Regions from separate parts of the Mus musculus genome. Here region 2 is linked to region 1. Evidence: chromatin contacts called from public HiChIP or PLAC-seq data. All regions are on one chromosome and are shown on one strand. Each heading gives the region's core, a stretch centred on a gene start, on an enhancer-like site or on the middle of the called end of the contact. The rest is flanking DNA. Distances are from core to core; before and after follow the strand shown.

What was found. HiChIP or PLAC-seq counts read pairs in DNA pulled down with a chosen protein or histone mark.
Region 2: a BATF HiChIP or PLAC-seq map of CD8 T cells shows a contact between it and region 1, with 13 read pairs. The contact joins the promoter of Eomes here to the enhancer-like site in region 1. A contact is called at or near these places in 3 of 39 promoter capture datasets (the 3T3-L1 cell line, cancer-associated fibroblasts and embryonic stem cells), 4 of 15 datasets of contacts at CTCF or cohesin (CD8 T cells, embryonic stem cells and pro-B cells), 51 of 484 Hi-C or Micro-C datasets (the 63-12 cell line, the C2C12 cell line, CD4 T cells and 20 more), 18 of 115 datasets of contacts at active chromatin or transcription factors (CD8 T cells, Th17 cells, effector CD8 T cells and 5 more) and 3 of 9 other capture datasets (adipose tissue, embryonic stem cells and liver).

The regions. Positions count from the first base shown.
Region 1 is chr9:118,358,041-118,364,348 of GRCm38.p6, forward strand. No RefSeq gene overlaps it. Among named protein-coding and RNA genes, the nearest start is that of Gm33088, 17 kb to the left of the region's middle. Within about 2 kb of position 3,266, at least 6 of the 459 cell types and tissues checked have an H3K27ac peak or open chromatin away from gene starts, as enhancers often do. A contact at or near this core is called in CD8 T cells and memory CD8 T cells, where this site is marked.
Region 2 is chr9:118,474,883-118,480,921 of GRCm38.p6, forward strand. It overlaps Eomes (eomesodermin), which reads left to right and starts at 3,307. Exons shown (of 6, transcript NM_010136.3): 1 at 3,307-4,664; 2 at 5,585-5,739. The coding sequence starts at 3,778. It overlaps Gm33408 (a long non-coding RNA gene), which reads right to left and starts at 3,766. Exons shown (of 5, transcript XR_871338.1): 1 at 3,678-3,766.

The sequences.
Region 1 (6,308 bases), core at 2,016-4,515:
ATGACTTCCTCTTGACCATTGCGCAGTAATGTTAAAGGACGATGATGGAAACTGTGAATTAGTCTCATGTCCATACGGTGAGCTAGTATCTCCCATGTTGTTTCACTCCAACATGGTTCCAGTAATTCAACTGCTCTATGGCTCCCCTGCTTTACGGCTCACCACGAAGTTCCTGCATGATAGTCAGAGGCTTAGGAATTTTCCTATTCTGTTTGGCAGAATTCTTATGTAAAAAGTTTCTTTTCAAAAAAAAAATCTATCTGTGCTTTGTTCTAGACAACAAGCCTGTTTTATTTGAGATAGGTTCTGCTTTCTAAATTTAGTATTACAGATAGACTCCGTGGCCCAGGCCTGTAATCCCAGATGCTCAGGAGGCTAGGAGAGAGGGATCCCAAGTTCAAGTCTTGCTTGGGCTACAGCATCAGTTCAAGGCCAGCCTAGGCAAGGTTTTAAGACCTTGTCTCAACGTGTATGTGTATATATAACAACGTGTTATTATATATATAATAACAATAGGTCTCAGGATATAGCTCAGTTTCTACATGTAAGTTTAGGTCTCAGTAACTCAAATGTAATTGATCATTAATTATAAAATTACATAGCTGAAACAAGGTTAACAGAGAACTGAGTCACGTGCTATTTCTCAGGATTGGTCTTTTGTTTGGTTAACACAGGTCTCATTATGTAGCGCTAGCTATCGTGGAACTCCCAAGAATCCATCTGCTTCTACCTCCCAAGTGCTGGGATTCTTGAAGGCATGAGCCACCAGGCCTGGTTGATTCATAGCTTTAAAAAGGAATCCATTAACTTTAGGAAGGAGGAACTGGATCCACCTCGTATCCTGCTCCCTAGAAAGTGTGAGGTCAGGTTTACTCTTAGATTGTTTATTCCTGGCTTTCAGTGGCCCAACTAATTTTCTGTCACTTTACTATTTAGTAACTTCACATTTTTTAAAAAAGATTTATCTACTTATTTTTATGTATGTGAATACACTGTAGCTGTCTTCAGACACACCAGAAGAGGGCACTGGATCCCATTACAGATGGTTGTGAGCCACCATGTGGCTGCTGGGGATGGAACTCAGGACCTCTGGCAGAGTAGTCAGTGCTCTAACCACTGAGCCATCTCTCCAGCCCTGTTACATCACATTTTCATTTTTTCTGATCAAAATATATTTATTGCTTTCTTACCTTTCAAATACCTAGATAAAATGATTGTTTAGCACACAAACTTTAGATTTGTAATATTTTAAAAATTGAAAGTGTCTAATGAGCCATTAAACTTGGACAGCAATTGAAATTGTATAGCAAAACTTTCTTAGCAGCCAATAAACATTCCTGTGATCTCACCCGAAGATTATTTTGTGATGACAGTAAACAAGCATCGCTTACAGAATGACTCACAATATCTGAAAATATTATTCATCTTAAAGCGAAGCCCAGCATCATTTTGGTAAAACAAACGGGTAAGAGTTGGATTGCAAAACGCACCTGACAAGTTAGCTGACTCCATCCTGGGTGTTCTCTAACGAGCAAATAAATGCTACTGTTGCACCCACAGACTTGGTTGAATTTGTTACGATTCTCATGAGTCAAAGCAGAGTAACAGGCTCATCTCCTGCTACAAAGTCCCTCTGCTGGAGTGCTTAGAGGACTGTTACAAGTATCCAAATAAACTTACCATAAAAATGTAAAGGCACCTCCCAGGAAAGCAGAGTACAGTGTGAACTGCATCATTTGGATGGGGCTGCCCACATGACTCTACAGATACCTGAAGCACACGTGCGGCAGGCAGCCTTGAGGCATACCCATAGATCTGAAACCACTGCACTAGCAACACCAGAGACTGTTGATATCATTAAAAAACAAACTAACCCAGGCACACACCTTTAGTCCGGCAATCATGAGGCAGAGCAACTGGATTTCTGTGAGTTTCAGGACAGCCTGGGCTATGTAGTGAGGCTGTCTCAAAAAATAATAATGATAATAAAGTGATAATAAAGTAAATAAATAAAAACAAAATTTAAGATAGTATATTTGATCAGTTTTTTTTTTCCTTCAAGAGTTCCTCCATTGGCTTTGCTATTTTCTGAGAACATTATTTCTGTGTCTATCAGTATATAAAGTTGCCTTCCTCCTTAAGTTTATAGCAGAGCTCTACATTTTGCTACTTTTATATTGAGAAAGATACCTCTTCAGCTCCATCGTAGTGCATAATTCATAGTAGGAGGCCCCCTTTCCCTGAAAGCTACATCCATAGTCACCCTCCATGTGACATTCTGATTATATGCTTATATCATTTTTATTGATTTTGTCATGTCTATTCATTTATCCTGAACACATATTTTCACTAATTTATAGACGTAGAAGAAATTTTATAGGTACTTTGCTTTGGCTTCTTCATCACGAAGTATTTTCATTCTCTTTTGACAGAAGAGGAGCTTTGAAACGGGGCCTGGTGATATAATCTGAACTGGCCTAGGATTTACTCTGTAGCCAAGAATGCCTCCATGTTCCACCTCCCAAGTGCTGGGTTTACACTTGTGAACCACCATGGCCTGCCTCACATAATACCTTCAGCCACAGGATTTTTTTCAGATGTGCAGCATAGGGTTGGAAGATCCTGAAGGGGGAAGAGTAGAAGATGGAGCAGCCAGGGTTAAGTGGATGCTGTGGGGACACAGAGCGATATGGAGAAGTAAAAAAGAGAAACATCCTTTGCTTGTCTCTTAGATCTTGCAGTTGGACTTGACCTGGATACCCAACTATCTGCATAAGGAGACTGGAGCAGGAGATTCCTAGCAAACAGTCTATGGAGTTGAGTTCTTGAGCATCTTACCACCTGTCTTTTACTTAATCTGCTTTGCTTACATAAAGCCAGGAGTGCTGCGTTCATCTGCAGCCCCAGCATCTGGGAGGCAGGCAGAGACTCTGACAGGATGCCGGCATCTCAAGAGAATGGCCAAAAAGAAGAATCAACCCAGTAAAGTCTGAAAAGAAATTGAAAATGAAGATTTTACTGTTCTTCTGATTTCTCCTAAATCTGGTTTTTGCTTCACACTGCCCCCCACAGAAACCCTTCCTCCCACCGGCTTTTGTGAAGTGTCATGTATTCTTTTTACTAAACTGGAATTGAGATTCAAAGAAGCCTTTGATTTCAAAATTGAGAGGTTTCGGTTTGGTTTCATATTTAGGTTTGGTGGGTTATAGGAACTCAGAACAAAATGAAAGCCCTAGAGAGCTCCAGCCTCCATGTTCAGGACAGACAGGAGTGGCAGTCCTAGTTGCTCTAAATGAGAGTTACATAACCTGACTTACCTGCACGTGGGTGACGTCAGTGTCATGCCCTGACTTTAATAGAAACAAAAGAACAAGGGGGAAGAAGTTGTCATCTTCTCATGTAAGAGCTTCAGAAAGTCACTCCTAAAGAGACACTGGAGTTGGTAGGTATTGGCAGCTCTAGATAGAAATTACCAAGAACAAGATAAATACAAACCATGGACAGGGAGCTGGTGCCTCAACAGCCAGAATGCTATGGCAGCAGGCAATGTCCAAGCGGGAACCAAACCCTGAATCGGCCCACAGTCTTCCTTGACTTTATGTAGCTGCACTGGAAAGGGCTAGTGTCTGTTAAAACAAGGAGCTTGCTCAGTGATACCCACCTGATTTCTCTAAAAAGACGGCTTGACATCCCCGAGCAACGTCCTCAGGAGCCTCTAATGGCATCACTATCATGAACAGAATGGAACAGACTGATCGACTGAAGCCCAAACGCGGCTGGTCAGAGCAACCACAGACAAAAGGAGATGCAGGAAAACACCAACCGAGATGTGACCTGAAACACCACCGATCCTAAACACACAGAAAGCCCAGCCCACGGAACTAAACGTGTACAATCAACAAGGAGCTAAAGTCATACATGGTCAGACATTAAAGAGAAAAAGAATGTAAGAGGAGAGCTCAGATCTGCAGGCACATAAAACATTTTCACTGACTAGGAGTTGATGTTTCATAACGGGACTTTTCTTTTGAGAAAAGGTCTCATGTACCCCAGGCTAGTCTCCCATTTGCTATGTAACCAAGGCTAACCTTGAACTTTTAAAAAATTAATTCATTTATTTTTATTTTATATACACTGGTGTTCTCCCTGCACATAGATCTGTGTGAGGGCGTCAGAGCCCCCTGGAACTGGAGTATAGATAGCTGTGAGCTGCCATGTGGGCACTGGGGATTGAACCCAGGTCCTTTGGAAGAACAGCCACTTAACCACTTAACCATCCACCTTAACCTCTGAGCCATCTCTCCAGCTCCCTGAACTGCTATTCCTCCCTCATCCACACACAACCATGCCCAGTTTTATTTGGTACTGAGGAAGGAGCCAGGAATTCCTGCACACTAGGGAAGTATGACCCAATGTGAGCCACATCCCCAGTCAGTGGGACATTTCTATTTATAACCATACACATAGAATGAGTGGTACGTAATCTGAGTTACATGTGCATTGCTATGTTCTTAATCTCGGGAAGTTTTACATACCACTAAGCCGAGCAGAAAGGGAGAGCCATTCTAAATTGTGTATATAGTATATATACGACATATATACACTATATGTGCGCATATGTTTATACATTGTCTATATGTACATATGTGCACCTATACACATACATGGATATATAGTAACTTAAAGATGAAATGCAGGGAAATACGAGCTGGGGAGCTCGGAATCAGAGACTCAGTTGTCCTGCCTTCTGTCCCCATCTATCGGGTCCTGAAACCGCTCCACACCATTCACCTCCCCTGCCCAGCCACTCCAGGGAAGCCATCACTCCGAGGCAGTCCTCTTCCCTTTCTGAATGGTTCTGACTGTGAAGAGGGCTGATAGCTCAGGTGGGAAAGCATTTTCCCTGCAAACACGAAGACCTGAGGTGGATCCTTAGAACGCGTGTGAAAGTCAGGAGCTGCGGTGCACACTGGGGCTCGGCTCTCTGGCCAATCAGCCTCACCTAACCAGAGTCCTAGGTCCCAATCAAGAGCTTGTCTCAAAAAGGAAGGTGGGTGGCTCTGGAGGAATGACTGCTAAACTTGCCCTCTTGCCTTTGTGCCTGCATGCACAGGCACATGTGTGTATACACACACGCGCGCACACACACACACACACACACACACACACACACTATACTTCAGAATCTGACAGGTGACCAAATAAAACAGGCAACCACAGATCAAAACCAAACTGCCGGCTGGCTCTGCTGCTTCTCAGCTGTATGGACTTGGGGAAGCTACTTACTTATCTGGGCCTCCACTTCCTCCCTTATAAATGGTAACTACAGTCCCATATGAGCTCTGGCCTTTGAGACATCAGAATAGAGGTTAAGTGCTGGGGACCATGGACACCGATCCTGTACATTTCTTATTGTGTCGTTAGTCTCTCCTCATCTGCATGGACTTCCAGTTTGCCACTGCCAATCTTCCAGTGCCAATCTTACCCGACATCTCGCCATCTTGGCCGACGCCCTCTACCCCCAGGAAGCCACAGGTATGTAACATCAGACCCCTCTTAATCCCTCAGTCCTTTGGGACACAGAGTGCATCTGTCTGTGGGTTTGTCCATCCTGAGGAGGAGGAGGAAGAGAAGGAGGAGGAAGACGAGAAGGAAGAGGAGGAAGAAGAGGAGGAGGAAGAGGAGGAGGAAGAGAAGGAGGACAAAGAGGAGGAAGACAAAGAGGAGGAGGAGGTGGTGGTAGACCTAGGCCCACCTGAAAACTTGACCACACTTTTTTCTTCTTGTTTCATTTTTTGTTTTTTGAGACAGGGTGTCTCTGTGTACTGGATTTGACTTGTAGACCAGGCTGACCTTGAACCCACAGAGATCCACCTGCCTCTGTCTTCTGAGTGCTATGATTAAAGGCCTATGCCACTACCCTGGCTCTTGACACTACTTCCTCCTATGATATCCTTTCTTTCTTGGGGAGATTATGCCCAACACTACAAGCTGGTTATTAAAAGAACAAGGGGAGAGCCAGAGGGGTGACTCAGAGGCCAAACCGCTTACTGCTGGCTCTGTTAACCTTAGTTCAATCCCCAGGAACCACAAGAGTGGATGGAGAGAACTTGCCCTGCCAGCTGTCCTCTGACCTTCATACATGACTCTGGGTGTGTGCACCCCACCGCACACTAAATAAATGGAATTTAAAACTAAAAGAGGAAATTGTGAGTAACAAGAAGTAAAAGGAGAAAGATATCAGAACTGTGAGTTAAAGGGATTCAGCTCTATGTCAAAATTATCTTCTTTTTCTTCGTTTGTTTGTT
Region 2 (6,039 bases), core at 2,057-4,556, 120 kb after region 1:
TAACATGGACCATGTTTTGATAACACATTTTTAGTGAGGGTGAAAATAATAGAATTTATTGGGGCATTTATATGGGCCCCCTTGGTTGTCTGGGGGATGGGGAGTGGATGGGCTCTAACCTATATATCATTGCACTGATCTATAATTCTCCTTTGAAATTTATTTATGCCACGTGCACGTGCGCGCGCGCGCGCGTGTGTGTGTGTGTGTGTGTGAGTGAGTGTGTGTGTATGTTACACATGATATTGCTGTGGTCCCCAAAGCCTCTTAGTTTTACTTTTAACAAATTCAAGCATTGCTATGGGTTACCTATAAGAAGAAAAGACAAGAGACCACAGGCCAAGATGGTATCATCACCAAGATGTGATCTGGTGGTACAAAGTTGGTATTGTTTGGAACAAGTGCAAGGTCTTTAATATGCTCACACCTAGACTTGGCCTTGGCTTCCTTCAGCTTCCAGAGGTTCCTGCTTGCCCCATCTCAGGCTGCAAAGAGCTATTTGAATTAACCCAGCCACAGCTGGGGTCTGGTACTGCCAGGGATCTCCTCCCCACTGTTGATGTTTTTGTTCAATGTATCACTGTCCGTTAAGCCACGGAAAACCAGGCACCTTTCAATAAATGTCTCGCTTGGATTTCATGAAGCTTGGGGTGTAATTGAAATCAAACAGCATACAGCATGGAAGGTCCTGCTGTTTGTGCACCCAGGCTACAGGAGGTGCTGCCTGACATGTGCCCTCGCTTTGTTTTCTCTTCTTACTTCTGGAAAAGAGGTCTTGGATTTTAAAGTGTGCCTGAGACACCAGAAAACATTGATTTTTATCTCTCTTTCTCTATAAGTATTAATGAGCCAGGAAAAAAAAAAAAAGCCCATCCCAAGTAGAAAATCATAGATTTGTCCTCCACCGTGTTCCAGAACTTGGGACTAATGTAGTCCAGAAGTATCAGTAATAAAATGTAAGTTAATTAACATAAAATATTTGATTTTTTTGTCTCTATGAAGCTAGGAAAAATATGTTTAGTTGAAACGGTGCTTTTCACCATTTTAAAGGGAAAGTCTTCACGATCTGACAGTTACACTAATGCGTCCTAACAACACTAATGTTAACCCTAATAAACTTCCCATATCTCAAAAATCCCAGGTCCCAAAAGACTTTCCTAGCGCTCTTGTTTTTGATTCTTTTTGGATTTATCTTTATTTCTGTAAAATGTGTCAGAAATCGGATGAAAGTGTATTTACTGAGGTGGGGTTCCAGGAATCCGTTCAAATTCTAGTTACACAGATTGAATTACACCGAGTTAATAATTTGATGGCACTAGAAACGAACCTATGCGCCTTCCTTCATGAGCTTGCTCTAGGGGTAGGATAGAATGAACCCGATTCTGATGTGGTTAGGGAGACAGCTGGTCTGAGTTACTTGCGCCAGAGTGGGTCTGAACGGTGCCCGTTGCCTGTGTGGCACTGTGCCACGCCAGCGTTTCCCCGGTCTCTTCAAAGTATTTTGAAGGGACCTTACTTCTGGCTGTGTTATAATACAAAACTGACATATAACTTCAGTCACCCCATCTGCAGATAACGTGAGATTCAGTCTCACACCTACATCTCCCTCAGACATCCTGCAGCTCAGGGCCAGGCTAACGAAGACTCCAGGTTGAGTCCCCAGCGCAGTGAGGCCCTTTTCTTGGAACTCGCATCCCCCTTGTGGAATCCTCACGTTCAATATCTCGCACCCTTTGAGGGGAATAAAAATTAATCCCAAAGGCTTCGCTGCATCAAAACAAAACAAAAACATGCGGGACGGAGCCCGAGACCAAATCGGAGCTGGGATCTCTGGACTGATCGCGCAGGATGTCAGCCCGAGTTCTCTGAGCCAAAATTGACAAGGTTGTTGTTCCAAAACACTTGAAAAGCTTTGCGAGCGCCCAAGACCCACTACGCTATTCTATCAAAACCCCACACAGCATCCAAGTCCATGAAGGATCGCTCCACTCCCTAACACGGGCGTGCCCACGTTCGTGATTCGCGGGGTTTGGACCCAGGTTGGAAAGCTTCGCGCGGATCTGCTGCTGGCGTCTGAGCGCTTAGCAGATCCCGCGGCCACCTCATCTGTTCTCGGCAAAAGTTTCCCGTGTGATCGCATTGGGTTGGGGGAAGCAGAGTCCCTACATCTCGACCGGAAAATGCGCTCCTGGAGCGACTACTGCAGGCGTCCGTAATTGCTTATTAGAGGAGAATGTACAGGCTTCTCATCGTCAACGAAACGTGTTCCCCCTTCTGTAATAATAAAACAATAAAATATGACGGCCCCGTCCTTGACTGTTTGCGGAAACGCAGGGGGGAAAAACAGGCAGCTGGAGCAAAGGAGCTTAATTCAATATCAAACTGATTATTTCACTAATTATTCTGCCTTCTGTATTGTGCCGCAGAGAGGCGCAGGGAATCTTAACTGCACAGCTGCTAGGGAACCTTTGTGTCTTAGTGTCAGTCCCCACCAAAGATGTTGGCGAAAGCGGGGGCTGGGGGAGGTAGGAAACATCCAGTGTTTAGAAAAAACCGAGCAGAGGGAATTCTGAGTAATGAAAGTGACGGCCTCGGGGAAGCCGGTGTTTTAGCGCGGTTGTAATACTGAGTGTTTGGTTCGTCCGGTCAGGCTCATGTTGGGTCTTCAGAAGCCCACTTCAGAAGCTAGAAGCTGGAGTCTCTGATTCAGACGCGGAATCCTTTTGCCATCTCTGGAATCCCAAAAACTGAACGCGAGGTTTCTCTCCACCAAGTCTTTACGCTAAAAGATGGGACAGGACAAAAAGCGGTTCCTGTGTGCTGAAGGCCAGGAAGTCAGAAGGAGGGTGTGCGCAGAGACTTCGGGTCGCTCTCCAGCCCTCCCCTAGATTTGCACCCCCGGGGACCTGAGCCTTCCTGCGAGCAGGGAGCTTGTAAAGACGCCTTCACGGGCCTCTGGGACCTGCCAAACTAGACCCGAACTCAGGAATGATTCCTATGCCGTGGGTAGACCATGTTCGCAGACTTCAAACCCGTTTCTCCGGCGCCATAGAGCCACCGGGTACACCAGGATTGATTCTCAGTGGGATATAGTTCTCCCAAAGACGCTTAAAGAAACACCAAACCAGCAATAACAGCCAAATAAGCTAAGAGAAAATGAAACTCGCAGGCGACCCGATCCAATTAATAAATACTTAATTGAATTAGTGTCACCTCTAACAGCCAATAGCAAAGTCCCCTAGCCATGGGGCTGCGAAGCCCCTCCCTGGCCGCACATATATAAGCAGCCAACCACCGCTCACAAGTTTCCAAGCGGTCAAGTATGCCTAGAGTTTAGCAGAGCCAGCCGAGAGGAAATGGCTGGTTGCTAAATGGGAACTCAGAGCTAAGTCCTCTTCTTCCTTAGTGTGAGTGTAGGGGTCCTGAGAGGTTAGACAAGGAGGGAAGGAAGAAAAGAAGGAAGGAAGGAAGGAAGGAAGGAAGGAAGGAAGGAAGGAAGGAAGGAAGGAAGGAGAGAGACACCTACAACCCGGGGTTTGTTTTCTTGCGGAAGGAAAGGGGCACCTACAATCCCGAGTTTGTTCCCTTGAGGGAAGGACGCTAAATTGGGCGCGCGCTGAAGCCGCCCCGCAGGTCCGCAGGTGGGTAGCCTAGGCGAGGGAGGAAGGGGACATTACCTTCCCCTCGGAAGAGGGCGCTGGCTCCCCCAACTGGCCTTTATAACCAGGCCGCGGGAGGCGAGGAGGCAGCCGGTTGCCGTCTGCGATTCGCTAAAGCATGCAGTTGGGAGAGCAGCTCCTGGTGAGCTCGGTGAACCTGCCCGGCGCGCACTTCTACTCGCTGGAGAGTGCTCGCGGAGGAGGAGGAGGAGGAGGCGGAGGAGGAGGGGGAGGCGGAGGGAGCGTCAGCCTCCTCCCCGGTGCTGCCCCCTCGCCCCAGAGGCTGGACTTAGACAAAGCGTCCAAGAAGTTTCCGGGCAGTCTCCCGTGCCAGGCGGGGAGCGCAGAACCCGCAGGCGCCGGCGCGGGGGCCCCCGCGGCCATGCTCAGTGACGCGGACGCTGGGGACACCTTCGGGAGCACCTCGGCGGTGGCCAAGCCCGGGCCCCCGGACGGCCGCAAGGGCTCCCCGTGCGCGGAGGAGGAGCTGCCCTCCGCCGCCACCGCCGCGGCCACCGCGCGCTACTCCATGGACAGCCTGAGCTCCGAGCGCTACTACCTCCCGTCGCCGGGACCGCAGGGCTCCGAGCTCGCCGCGCCCTGCTCGCTCTTCCAGTACCCGGCGGCGGCCGGAGCAGCCCACGGACCCGTGTACCCCGCGTCCAATGGCGCGCGCTACCCCTACGGCTCCATGCTGCCCCCCGGTGGATTCCCCGCCGCCGTGTGCCCGCCCGCGAGGGCGCAGTTCGGCCCCGCTGCGGGTTCGGGGAGCGGCGCTGGTAGCAGCGGCGGTGGTGCCGGCGGTCCTGGCGCCTATCCCTACGGCCAGGGTTCTCCGCTCTACGGGCCATACGCCGGAACCTCAGCGGCCGGGTCTTGTGGAGGATTGGGGGGCCTAGGGGTGCCTGGCTCCGGCTTCCGCGCCCACGTCTACCTGTGCAACCGGCCCCTATGGCTCAAATTCCACCGGCACCAAACTGAGATGATCATCACCAAACAGGGCAGGTGAGTGCAGGGTGGAGGGACCCCAGGCGCCTGGTTGTCCGCACACTGCGGGCTCTGCTTAGGGTGTTTAAGTGGTACATCATATCTCCAAAGTCGTGTCCCTTACTTCCTAAGGCACACCTGTAGCTTGGGCTCCGAGCCCACGTTACTCTCCTCTCTAGTCACCTTCACCGGGATTGACTGGGAGGAGGAGGAGGCGGAGATGGAAATTTGGGAATGAACCCTTGAGGGCAGATCTACGTGACCCGCTGGCTCCTGGGTTTGCAGCAGGCGATTTGTGGGCTGCATAGCGAAAGAGGGCTAGCTGGAGCTGGCTGCGGCCTGCGCACAAGTGTTTGAAAAGAAGCTTTTTAAAGCTCCTTGGTTTGGTGGGGCTCTTCTGTAAGAAGAGCAGAAAGAAGTCGGTTTGAGCTGGTGACTAGGTAGACAGTTTTTGGAGCCAGATGTTTGGGGGAGGGGGCTCTGCTTGCGGGGAAGGGACCAGAAAGTTCAGGCACACCTTCAAATTGTCATCAGCTACTTCTTGAGGAAGTGAGGAGTGGATATTGGGAGACAGGGACCCAAAGAGGGCTCGTTGAGAGAGAGAGAGAGAGAGAGAGAGAGAGAGAGTGCAAGAAGGCGCGCTCCGGCCTAATGTTCTCAGTCACCTATGTCTTTAAAAATAATTTTAGACATTTCAGAAAGAAACCTAGTAGATACCTGAAAATAGATGGATGTCTCAGAAAAGAAGCACGCGAATTAGGGAAAATACTGATTTGGAGGCTGTTCCAAATAAATATGTCAATTTAAAACCATTTTCTTAGTTTCAGGCCGTAGTAGCCATTTTTGTTTGTTTGCTGTTTATTGCAGACCCCCCATGTGTCCGGGAGGGACCAGAGCCGCTACTTAAATAATTTCCTCTGGTTCTGTTCTTTGCACAGGCGCATGTTTCCTTTCTTGAGCTTCAACATAAACGGACTCAACCCCACCGCCCACTACAATGTTTTCGTGGAAGTGGTTCTGGCCGACCCTAACCACTGGCGCTTCCAGGGGGGCAAGTGGGTGACCTGCGGCAAAGCGGACAATAACATGCAGGGTGAGGAGAGAGGGGGCCTGGACCGGGAAGAGGTCGGAGCCTCAGTGTTGGACCGGCCACATTTAAATCAAGCATGTCACCCCAACCTGGGGCATGGGGATGTTAGCATGTGCTGCCTTCTGCTGCTGGGGAGAAATTTACTCCGTCCTTTTTCTTGTTTCTCATTATATATCAAACCTTGACCTTGACCCTATGAGGGCTATGTTTGAGAAATGAATAGCCAAGTGAAGTTCTGGGTTTGGGGAAAGTTCCTGGTAAATGATCCTGGCATTTTAGAATTCTCTTGAGAAAGCCCAGGCC